2 separate regions of the Pan troglodytes genome follow, and region 2 is linked to region 1. A link is a contact called in public Hi-C data. All regions are on one chromosome and are shown on one strand. Each heading gives the region's core, a stretch centred on a gene start, on an enhancer-like site or on the middle of the called end of the contact. The rest is flanking DNA. Distances are from core to core; before and after follow the strand shown.

Region 1 (6,062 bases), core at 3,082-5,581:
TTTCCCAGAGTAAGAAGCTGGGCGAGCTGCTCCTTGTGTCCGTATGGTGGTTTTTCATTTCTCTTTGGTTGGAGATTATTATATGGATAAAAAGCACAAGCCTTACAGTCAGCCAGGCTCATGTCTGAATTAGCTCTACCTCTACAAAAGAGTAGGACAAATTCTTTAACCTCTTTATGAGACCATTTCCACATCAGTAAAATGGGGATAACAACAGTACTGACCTCACAGGGCTTTTGTGAGGATTAAATGAGATGATGTCTGTAAAGTACTCAGCAATTTTATAAAATACCTGGCCTAGTACTTAGTGTATAATCATAAGCTACCTTACCTATCTTTACCAATAAGCATCTGCATGATGATAATTTACTTTCTGTATTACAGTTATTATTCCACAAAACTTTTTTTTCACAGAAATAAGATGATATTTACAAGATGTGTTCTTGTTTTCAAAAGACCCTTATTTTGACTTCAAGGAAAGCTTTATTAAGCATTAATTGTCACAGATACACCGCTATTATACAGAATTTTAAAAGCTAAGGAGATGTTAGAGGGAAGTAAAATACATTGAACAGCTTACCCTGTTAACAACCTTGATCTGATTTTTAAAGTAAGGAGAACAAAATTCAGACTTGGCCAATGTTACAAAACTAGTAAAAAGCAAATACCTTCACCAAAAGCCAGAAGGAAACAGTATCTCATGATGCAGTCTAATACTGTTATGACAACTTCAAAAAAACTTTTTCTACCTTCCTTTTCAAGAAAAAGCTACCTAATACCTAGGTATTATAGAATACAATATTAAGCATATTATATATTAATAACTTTTTGTGACATTAATTCATGTATTGTTTCATAACCTGCTTTTACTACTAACACAACACTGTAAAATATTTTAATGTCAAATATTTATCTACATCACTGATTCATAATATGTAATTTAATCAATTCTCCCTTATTGGACATTTGGGTTATTTCCAAGGCCTCATCATTTTAAACCAGTGGTTCTTAAACTTTTTGGTCTTAGGATTTCTTTATACTCTTTAAATATTTTTGAGGACACAAAAGCTTTTGTTTATGTGGATTATATCTATTGGTATTTACTGTATTAGAAATCAAAACAAATTTTAAAAACATTTCTCAATTGACTTAAAAACATCAATCATAAACCTACTACATATTAACATATTTTGGGAAAAATAACAAGCAACAAAATTTAGTGAGAAGAGTAGCATTGCTTGACAATTTTTCAAATCTCTTTAGTTCTGGCTTAATAGAAGACAGCTGGATTTTCATAGTAGATTAAATGCAGAAGCAGATATATGTTGTTTTGGTTGAAATATGTAAAGAAAAGCTGACCTCATATAGATAATGCAGTTTAAAAAAGTAAGAGAGAATTTTAATAACTTTTTCAGATAATTGTGGATATCCTTCTTTTATATTAAACCCAAACTTGACAAATGGTGGTTTCTTAAAGGCTTGTTGCAATGTGGAAAGAACTTTTTATACTATGTTACATTAAAATCTATCCCTCTATTTTGTACTTTGCATCTTTTATCTAGGCATAATTTGGTAACATCATACAAGGGTCAATTGGAAAATACTGGTTCAGTTAGTTATGCAGATATTCTAAATTCCCGGTATACAATAACAGAAACTCACATTCTTTAACCGCACCAACAATCTTTTCACAAAAGTCTTTAAGGATTAGAAAGTTGTTAAGTTCATATGGTCAGATACAAGTTTTCCAAAATTCTAATTTTTACTTGAAAGATCCAGTTTTATCATTGGTTACAAATACCCTCAGTTGCTTTCCTTGAAGTAAGACTCACTTTTTTCTTTCTATAAGATGTCTTGTTATTCTTTGAAATAAAAATGGTGTTCCACAAAAATGCAGATAGTATAGCTGGCAACTCAAACAATCACCTAAATACTTCTCAAGACAACCCCAATACCAACTGTAGCAGGATCGTTTGGGGCATATTTTCCATTACATCAAATAAAATACACAAAAGACATGTAGTCAACATTAAGATTTAATAAAATTAATAATTTTTAATGCTTCATCAAGGAACATTAAGTGGAATGCTTTATGTGTGGCTGTTAAGAATACGATACCACTGTCTTGACTCTTGCTAAGGGCAGCAGTTTTACTCACCATTCCTTTTGCACCATGAGTATTATTACTCTATTATTAGAAAAATAATTTTCACTTTATGGCCTCCTAGGGATCCATGGAGGGTACACTGAGAACCAATGTTCTTAACAATGCTAAAAGTACATTCTTATAGTTAAATCTTTACACATATTCTTACTTTGGGGGGATAAATTCTTAAAGTGGAATTACTTGGTAAATTATATATATTTGTAAAAATATACATACATAAATTACTAGGTAAATTTATAGACCTATAAATATAGAGCTTTTATACATACATACAGGTGTGCATGTTTTTTATATATGTATATATGTGTGTATATATGCACACACATATGTATGTATAAAAGTACGTGTGTATATTTGCATGTGCACACACGTGTGCATATATACACACGTGTGTATGTATGTGTATGTATATGCACACACGTGTGTGTATGTATAAAAGTTTTTGATGCATACTACCAAACTGTTCTCTGAGTTGGTTCAAATAACTTACATCACCAAAGCAGTCTATGAGGCTACACATCTTCCCTATCTATGCTAAGACTAGACTTTTGTATCTTTGCCAATCTGAAGGTTAAACATAATAACTTTTCAGAACCATCCTGACTGCCGCAAAGACTGGGTGGCCCCAGATTAGCCAGGAGACACTACATATATTTGCCTTCATTGTGGCTCACATTTCATCTCATCAAAATGAAGATATTATTTACCCTGTCTAATTCACTGGGATGATATGAGAAATAATTAGGAAAAGAATGAAAAAGTAAAAAGCATTTGTAAGACGATTCAAAGAGAAACAGATCAAATGTCAATGACACACACTCAAAGGAAGTGTATAAATTGGTTTCACCAGATTTTGGTTGTCCTAAAAGTGAGTGAGTTTGGGGCTTGTAACATTTAAGTTTTCTGTTTACTGAAAAATGAATCTAGAGTTTTCCTGCCCTTAAAAATGGTTGTATTTTCTAGGTACATGATTTTTTTAAAAATTTTTTTGGAGAAAATGTTATAAGATGGCAAAATTCTCAATTTAAGAACACAGATGTAAACTTTATTAACAGCAGGCAGAAAGCTGGCCTTCTTCCATGCTATTCTGTTCTAATCTAAGAAGATAGGTGGTTATGTAATTCCTCCACATAAATTCAGTCCACCTGGACGTGAAGGGGGAGGTGACTTAACAAACTGACTTCACATTAGTTCACTCATTTTCTCTGCAATTTATTCTTTAAAAATGTTTTTTTCCCTATGAACAATACATTCAATATAAATTATTAGATTATCACCAATTTCTACAAAAGCAAATATGCCCTTGTTGCAAATATGCAAAAACAGAAGGAAAACACAAAAAGGAACATTCTTTCCATTCCAACTGATAGTCTACATGAGCTCTCAGGAAGTTTGGCAACTGGGTTTCAAGGTTTTAAGAATATTACAATAATCCAGAGCGACTGCAGTGTAGAGCAATGTGGAAAAAAAGAAAGAGAGAAAGAGAGACAGGGAGAGAGAGAAGGAAGGAAGGAAAGAAGGAAGGAAGGGAGGGAGAGAGGGGAAGGGGTTGATTAAAGATGGTTTCATGAATAAAATATATCATGAAACCATCTTATTCTCTGCTAAGATGATTTTACTAACTATAATTTTGCTTCTAGAAATTAAAATTTCCTCAATTCCATCTGAGCAATCAATACTCTAAAAGCATAAAGTGTTATATTCTCTAATTATTTTTACTTTTTAACTCTGTTCTTGACCAGAAATGAAGGGGAAGGGGAAGGGGAGAGACAGAGAAGAAGAAAAAGGAGGAGGAGGAGGAGGAGGAGGAGGAGGAGGAGGAGGAGGAGGAAGAGGAGGAGACAAAAAGAAAAGAGGACGGCACTCTTAGAAAAGGAGGGAAATCACTCTGTGAGGCGTTAGCTTTGTGGTTCCAACAGTGACCACCTCGACTTTCCTGGGACAGATTTATTCAGCTTAACAACCCTCACTGGTGACTTGTGACATTCTCCTGCCAGTCCCTGCAGGTACAGTACCCTGACAGGCCATTATAAAAAGGCTCTCTAACAGGGCCACTGGCTGTCAGAAGCCACCAGCTGGCGTGCCACAGCCCTGCAGTCGCCAGGGTCCAGCTGCCAGTCTGGGCGGTGCCGTCCATGCTGCGCAACGTGCCACCCAGCTGCTGCATGGTCACGTCCATCTGGAGCTCTCTAGCTAGACAAATCTCTATGCCTGTCAGATCTCTTCAGCAAGCCTTGTTATGCAAATTCAATTACTCAAGTGTGCCCTATTACTGCTGGCTAACTGCTCCTAGAACCGATCTCACACTGACAGTTCACATTTTTTGCTCACCAAAAAGTACCTCATTTATTCTTGCTTTGCTACCTCCTTGTATCATTAAAGATGAACAGCCAAAGTCCACGGTATTCTAACCTCTCTGCAGTGGGCTACTGTTCTCCACAAAGAGCTGAGAGGAAAATTAATTGCAAAAGAAAACCTTCTAATCAGACATGAAGTGGTGTTAAAGCTGCAGATTCCCCACACTTGACAGATGATTTTACTACCAGAAATATGAAATTTAAATCTTAATGACCGAAAGGAAAATCTGGTATAACAAGTTATATTGGACAAAAAAAAAAAATGAATTATTAGGAGAAAATGCTGTAGTAGCTTTTACTAATACCTACTTTTTAAATAAAAAGAAAAGAAGTGACAAGAAATTTCATTAGGTAAAGTTCATGTTGATAGCTCACTGCCTTGTCTACATTCTCCCCTCCCCTGCACCCTCTAGCCCTAGTCATGCCACTCCCAAACACATACACTTCCTCTCCCCACTGCCTATACCCTCTCGCCTTACCGCTACAATTAGGAGGTTTCGTTCTTTTTCAATAACTCATTTTAACCCATCAGTGATTTGAAGGTTGAGATGAGTATTCGAAGCCATTTAACCATTTCTAATCCATTCAAGACAACTGAGAAAAAATTCCAAGGTACATCTGTAATTCCAAGATTCTCACCCAAGCAACCACATCATAAAATGAGACATTTTAATCAACTGAGGAGGTAAGAGAAAAAGAGTCCATCAGTAGTTACACTTTCAAAATAGCAGTTTCCACAACACGAGTAGAGTATAGCAGTTTAGAAGAGAAAGGGAATAAGTAATGTCTGTTTATGAATCATGCAATGATACAAATACCAACAGAAATTTAGCTAAAATAGGTATTACACAGTGATATCTGGACATCAGTCCCCAAGAAATGTTTCTAATGCACAAATCTTTAGGATCTTTACTCTGAAAATAACAATTAACTGTTGATTACAAAACTAAAAAAATGAAAAGGCTGCTGGCCAGGCACAAGTCAAATGTAACCATGTTTCAGGTTTAAAGCTTATGGACAATGGAGGGTTGTTGGTTTTTTTGGTTTGCTTCATTTTCTAAGTGAACTTGGAAAATGTGTAAGGAAAGGAGGTCCAGGATAAATACAAGGCAAGAAGTTTTGGTAAACAGTTTTCATTTTTTATTTTCTTTTGTTTAAGAGATACGGTCTCACTCTGTCACCCAGGATGGAATGCAGTGGCATGATCATAGCTCACTGTAGCCTCTAACTCCTGGGCTCAAGTGATCCTCCTGCCTCAGCCTCCCGAGTAGCTGGACTACAGGTGTATGCCACCACACCCAGCTAAGTTTTTAAAAATTGCTTGTAGAGGCAAGGTCTTGCTGTGTTGCCCATGCTGTTCTCTAACTCCTGGCCTCAAGTGATCCTCCTGCCTCAGCCTCCCAAAGTGCTAGGATTACAGGGATGAGCCACCACACCTGGCCCAGTATAGAGTATTTTAAAATATATCATGAAACCATCTTATTCTCTGCTAAGATGATTTTACTACCTCTATAATTTTGCTTCTAGAAATTACTAAA
Region 2 (6,737 bases), core at 2,370-4,869, 160 kb after region 1:
GAAAGAGTGAGACTCTGCCTAAAAAAAAAAAAAAGCTCTCTTTTTAAAACAAAGGTTTACAAAGGTGTTTTTTTCTTTTTAATTAAGAATCATTTATAACAAAAGGAATCTTTAATACAAATTCTAATGTAAACCATTGTTCTAAGAAAGGAGAACAACTCATTTGTCTGGCTTTTAAAACCTGTAATGTTTCTAATAAAACATGTCTACTTGAACTTTTTCAAAAATTTTCAATCCATGTTTTGCTATCTAGTTGTCCCATCTGTGCCTTTTAAATTATATTATTCTCACTATGTAAGCCTTTTTTTCATCTTTTCAAATCTTATCAGTCTTTTGAAGTTTAGAGACCAATCTCTTTTACAAAGTCTAGCTAATTTCAAAATTAATTATTCTGTATATCTTTCTACTTTATTTCTCATAGTCCATTTCCTTCAAATTTGACAGTTATCTACACCATCCGGTAACATCTTGACCTGATTTTAAGCAGTTTCAGGGAAGAAACCATGCTTGATTCCTTGTTTTTCCCAGAGCACATAGTAAATGAACAAAATGCTCTTATTAAGAAGCGACATGACACAATGGTGAATGAATGAACTTTGGAGGAAATTATTATTTTTGGTTAACAATTTTCTTCTTACCTGATTCCCTTGCCCAAGCTCTTAAATCCTGACTGGAAAGTCCTCCTCCTCCATCTCCTCATCGAAATCATACCTCACTTTGACAGTCCAGGCCTGCCTCCCCCATGAAAAGTGTACTGCTAACATAAGCCTGTACTTTCTCCCATCTCTGAATATCTGTCTTCCTATTCATTTACACTTTAGTTACCTACATTTTCATGGGCTCATTTCTTTTCTTCCCTTTGCTATCATAAGTTCCTCTAATGAAAGAACAGTGCCTTTTAAATATAGTCAGCATATTTTCCCAATCAAACGCAGGACAACTGCCTAGAAACTACTTGACACTGTAGTTGCTCCAGAAAAATCATGGGTTACTCACTGATTTACTTTCCAATAATTCTCTCAATATTCACCACTTCGAAATCTAAAAAGCTCTGAAAATTGGCCAGGTGCGGTGGCTCACGCCTGTAATCCCAGAAGGAGAATCACTCGAACCTGGGAGGCAGAGGTTGCAGTGAGCCGAAATCTTGCCACTGCTCTCCAGCCTGGGTGACAGGGAAGAGGGCAGAGACCCCGTCTCAAAAAAAAAAAAAAAGCTCTGAAAATCAAATGTTTTCTCAACATTTGGTGGCAAAACCTGTTTGACCTGACTCATTTGTCATTAAAACTTGACCTGAACCCAAGGGCAAAGTGGCAGAACCTGACCTGAAAAACTTGACTTGAGTGAGACTATACATTTCATTTATCTTAGTGTGATATTCATAATTGTTCCGGAAAAAAAAGTTGACTGTGGGTGCTGCCCCAGATAGTGAGGAATGTCACATAAAGCACACCTCTCTAAAGTCTGAAAAATTCTGAATTCTGAAATCCATCTGGCAGAAAGATTTCACTTAAAGGAAGTGAATCCATATCTCTTCTAGCCATAGTCCACTGCCATACAAATAAGAGGCTAACTTTAAGAAATTCAATTAAAGCCGGGTGCGGTCTCTCATGCTTGTAATCCCAGCACTTTGGGAGGCTGAGGCAGGCAGATCACCTGAGGTCAGGAGTTGGAGACCAGCCTGGCCAACATGGAGAAACCCCGTCTCTACTAAAGATATAAAAATTAGCCCAGTGTGGTGGTGTGCGCCTGTAATCCTAGCCACTGGGGAGGCTGAGGCAGGAGAATTGCTTGAATCTGGGAGGTGGATGTTGCAGTGACCCGAGATCATGCCACTGTACTACACCCTAGGTGACAGAGCGAGACTCTGTCTCAAAAAACAAACAAACAAACAAAAAACCCAAACCCTACTCCCCCAAAACCCAGAAATTCAATTAAATACTAAGAAGGTATCTATTTATCTTGGTGGGAAAAACTTGGTCTAAAAATTAAAGGATCATTATTAAAATGAATGAAGCAAGCTAAAATTCCAGAACAAATACCTTCCTGGGGAAAATAAGGTCTAAAAATTCAAGAAATAATTAAAAATAACAAAGTAAAAATACTTGTGAAAATGTCCTTTGAGACCAGCCTGACCAACACGGCGAAACCTCCTCTCTACTAAAAATACAAAAATTAGCCAGGCGTGGTGGCTGGCTCCTGTAATCCCAGCTACTTGGGAGGCTGAGGCAGGAGAATTGCTTGAACCCGGGAGGCGGAGGTTGCAGTGAGCCGAGATCGCGCCACTGTACTGCAGCCTGAGCAACAAGAGCGAAACTCCGTCCCTCTCAGGGCAAAAAAAAAGTCTTTCAATTATGGTTTTTATTAAGCATACTGTTTTTCTGATTTCATTAACTGAAAATTAGTGGTAATTAAAAATGTATTACATATAAATAGGAATGTGATTTAAACATACAAAGAGTGACATCTCCGACAAATTGTGCTTATAAAATTCACTGCTATGTTTACATTTCTTAAGGGACACAGTTATTTCTACTACCAGAAGGTTGCTACCAGTAACGCAAGTGATAACTTATGTTGATTATTCACACCGTTTTCTTCATCCATAAAATAAGGAGACTGGGACTAAATGACCTATTAAGGTTCTTCTGAAATTCTATGATCAAGTATAATACCCAGCACAAGACCAAGTTCAAAAATGTCAATACACAGGAAACAAATCAGTCTGTAAATATTGAGAACCTATGTTATCAAAGCTAATGTCTTCTGAAATAACTGGAAGTAAAGATGAAAGTATATGAAAGATAATTTTGAATGTTCTGTATTTAGAATGTGCTTCAACATTTAATGCGATCTAATTTACATATCCTTTCTGGTGCTATTGCAAGGTTTATCAGGGTTTTATGGCAACAGAAGACTATGATGAATTCGAATGGGACACATTTGCCTCTGTGGAGTTACGATTCAAACTGAATGTCCAATATAGCAAGGCAACATACACAACAAGCAAAAGTGATTTTAGAAATAACAGAACGCGGGAGAAAATTCACACACGGAAAGTGATACGGATAACAAAAGCAGGTAACTCACAGAAATGCGGCTAGAAAAGAGGCCTCTGCTGGAGCGAGAGCAAATAGAATCAGAGGGCATTAGAACTGAAAAGCTCCTAGGAGCTTTCAGTGAACAAAACTTCATAGCCAAAAAAGCACAGGACTGGGCCAGGAGTTCAGAGACAGTCTTGGTGCTCAGGGGTTTGCAGCCCTAGCCGTGTGGTCACTCCCTTGCTTCTCTGGCTATTTCCTTATCTATAAAATGAGTGGGCTAGTTTAGGCCGACTGAGACGCAGACAGGGATACGGTACTGTCCATGGACCTCTGAGCTGCCCTTTCCACATCGCTGGTGAGTTACTTAAACCTCCTGTGTGTTTCCCCCTTTCGTATGTCAATAACATAAAATCAGAATGTAAATCCAGACGCATTGTTTTGCTGCGATTAAGTTGAACGAAAATAGCAAGGACGAAGTAAGGAGAGAGCCAGCCTACCCGCCGGATGAGACGTCCCACGGCGGAGTGGGCTGGGGGCGTGTCGTCGCGGAGGGGAGCGGCGAACCAGCCAGGAGGCGGAAGAGACCGCCCCGTGGGCGGAAGTGACGCAAGGCCTACTGTCGGCTGGGAGGGGAGGTGTAGCCGGTCTTTGGGGGTAGGCGGTAGTGGCGGAAGAGGTTCGGCGGCTGATGGCGGATCAGGATCGGAAGCCTGCGTAACTTTCTCCCTTGATCCGGGAGTCTTTCCACTGGGTAAGGCGCCTCCCCGGTCCACCCCAGCGCCTTGTGCGGGGCGGCTTCCAGCTGCATATCTTTTAGGGCTCGTGCTACACCCTTCAGCCCCTGTACTGTAGGGGCCTGGCCGGTCTCGGGAGAGGTCTCTGTGGTGACGAGGCTTTCCTTCCCGAAGACAAACCTTCCTTTCCAGACTGCGATTGTGATGGGGGTGTGGGCGACTCGGATCAGCTGTGGAGTTTTGGAATAGCAACGGGTGGCCGCCCCACGCGGTGGGAGGCCCGCGGGACAGGCCTTCGCGATTTGGGGGAGGCGTGTGGGACGGGGGCCCTTTGGCTGGGGACGAGTGACGCTGGCGACCCCCGAAGGAAAAGCTTCTGGTGTCCAAGGCTAAGCTCTGGGGTGACTGTTTTGAGGGCAGTGTGGGTTTTACCGGCGCAGTAAGCTGAGAAAACACGTAGGTCGCGTCCGAGAAGGACGCTCGGGTTTGCCTTTGCGGAGAGAAACCCAGCTGTTTTGGTTTGAGTCGCCGGTGGCGAAGGGGGCGGAGACTCCCTGCGCCGCCTACTTTTGAGGGCCGCGGGCGGAGTTGGCGGTTCTGGCTGATGGCCTGCTTCACCTGGAATCCATTCCCCACCCCGCCCCGTTCGCAAGGTGTGGACTAGTCCCGACCGAGTTGCACTCCTGGCTTAGGGAATCTGCGGCTAGAGTTTAGCGTGCGCGCGCGTACACCTTATTAGTAAAAAATTGAGCTTAGCGTGCGTCTGTGTGGGTGTGTGTACACACCTTATTGGTAAAAGTTTTGTTAGAAAACACTGGCATTTGACTTTAGACATACACAGTGTTAGATTTCCGGTTTCACACAGTGGTTATGAATTGCTATTATGTTAGGCTTTAGATGGGAAAATAAATCTTGATTTTTCAGCTGTCTGCATTCTGCTAATGTTAAAATTTCTACGAGCTGTGCACGAACAATTAATAGTTACAAGTTTGGTGCTCAATTCCTAAAGGATTTAAAGAGATCATTTGAATAGAAACTAAAAGTGGGTCGATCGTCCTCAAAGTGCTTTTCGGGTTTAGGGAAGGAGCTTAGGACAGCCTTTCTCTTTCGTTCTGTTCAAGGGTAAACTTGAAGGATTGTTTGATGATGCCGACTTCTAATAAGGTTTTATTTATTTATTTTTCAAACTGATTGTTCAACTTCAAAGAACATTGTAGTTTTTGTTTTCTAGTCATCACGTTTTTTTTTTTTTTTTTTCCTTGAGACGGAGTCTTGCTCTGTCTCCCAGGCTGGAGTGCAGTGGTGCGATTGCGGCTCATTGCAACCTCCGCCTCCCAGGTTCAAGTGATTCTCCTGCCTCAGCCTCCTGAGTACCTGGGATTACAGGCGTGCGCCACCACACTGAAGGGGTGGGTTGCCCCTCCACACCTGTGGGTGTTTCTCGTTAGGTGGAATGAGAGACTTGGAAAAGAAAAATACACAGAGACAAAGTACAGAGAAAGAAATAAGGGGATCCGGGGAACCAGCGTTCAGCATATGGAGGATCCCGCCAGCCTCTGAGTTCCCTTAGTATTTATTGATCATTTGTGGGTGTTTCTCCGAGGCGGGGCTGTGTCAGGGTCACAAGACAATAGTGGGGAGAGGGTCAGCAGACAAACACGTGAACAAAGGTCTTTGCATCGTAGACAAGGTAAAGAATCAAGTGCTGTGCTTTTAGATATGCATACACATAAACATCTCAATGCTTTACAAAGCAGTATTGCTGCCCACATGTCCCACCTCCAGCCCTAAGGCGGTTTTTCCCTATCTCAGTAGATGGAACGTACAATCAGGTTTTATACTGAGACATTCCATTGCCCAGGGACGGGCAGGAGACAGATGCCTTCCTCTTGTCTCAACTGCAAGAGGCATGCCTTCCTCTTATACTAATCCTCCTCAGCACAGACCCTTTACGGGTGTCGGGCTGGGGGACGGTCAGGTCTTTCCCTTCCCACGAGGCCATATTTCAGACTATCACATGGGGAGAAACCTTGGACAATACCTGGCTTTCCTAGGCAGAGGTCCCTGCAGCCTTCCGCAGTTTTTGTGTCCCTGGGTACTTGAGATTAGGGAGTGGTGATGACTCTTAAGGAGCATGCTGCCTTCAAGCATCTGTTTAACAAAGCACATCTTGCACAACCCTTAATCCATTTAACCCTGAGTTTGACACAGCACATGTTTCAGAGAGCACGGGGTTGGTGGTAAGGTCATAGATTAACAGAATCTCAAGGCAGAAGAATTTGTCTTAGTACAGAACAAAATGGAGTCTCCTATGTCTACTTCTTTCTACACAGACACAGTAACAATCTGATCTCTCTTGCTTTTCCCCACACACACCCGGCAAATTTTTGTATTTTTAGTAGAGACGAGGTTTCTCCATGTTGGTCAGGCTAGTGTCGAACTCCTGACCTCTTGATCCGCCCGCCTCGGCCTTCCAAAGTGCTGGGATTACAGGTGTGAGCCACTGCGCCCAGCCCATCACGTTCTTAAATTGTAGACCTCTGTTTATAGTTCTCACTGCAGCCATGTTTGTAGAATTAACCAGCAAATACCTTTTCCATAACAAAAGTAAAATTTTGGAATTCAAAGTTTCAACCTTTTTAATAATGTTAAAATAATCATGAAAGATCCTAATGATGCTCCTTGTATACTTCTTTTGGGGACTTTGTTGTATTCTTTTGGAATGGATATGTTAAATCTGGGCTTTATGCATTTCTGTCTTTTTAAAGCTTATTTTGTCCCAAATAAACCTTTAGAAGAAGATAAAAATGTCCTCTCCCCTAATATGTGTGGGCCAATATCATAGCATTTTAGAAACCAACTTATAAAAATCTAAAAAGTAAATAAAAGTGGTGCGGGTGACACCTGGGCGGAATGTCTTGGCACTCAGGTGTAAAGGATTCTGGAAATAGGGATGTCTGCA

Evidence for each region. Hi-C and Micro-C count contacts between places; a contact is called where the count stands out from the background.
Region 2: a Hi-C map of stem cell-derived neural progenitor cells shows a contact between it and region 1, with 2.1 times the contacts expected there. The contact joins the promoter of HIBADH here to the enhancer-like site in region 1. A contact is called at or near these places in 1 of 7 Hi-C or Micro-C datasets (stem cell-derived neural progenitor cells) and 1 of 1 datasets of contacts at active chromatin or transcription factors (stem cell-derived excitatory neurons).

Annotation. Positions count from the first base shown.
Region 1 is chr6:33,379,855-33,385,916 of NHGRI_mPanTro3-v2.0_pri, forward strand. All of the region lies in intron 4 of HIBADH (3-hydroxyisobutyrate dehydrogenase), which reads right to left. Among named protein-coding and RNA genes, the nearest start is that of HIBADH, 160 kb to the right of the region's middle. Within about 2 kb of position 4,332, at least 3 of the 24 cell types and tissues checked have an H3K27ac peak or open chromatin away from gene starts, as enhancers often do. A contact at or near this core is called in stem cell-derived neural progenitor cells, where this site is marked.
Region 2 is chr6:33,535,582-33,542,318 of NHGRI_mPanTro3-v2.0_pri, forward strand. It overlaps HIBADH (3-hydroxyisobutyrate dehydrogenase), which reads right to left and starts at 3,620. Exons shown (of 8, transcript XM_009452826.4): 1 at 3,539-3,620. TAX1BP1 (Tax1 binding protein 1) reads left to right here and starts at 3,648. Exons shown (of 18, transcript NM_001280442.1): 1 at 3,648-3,792.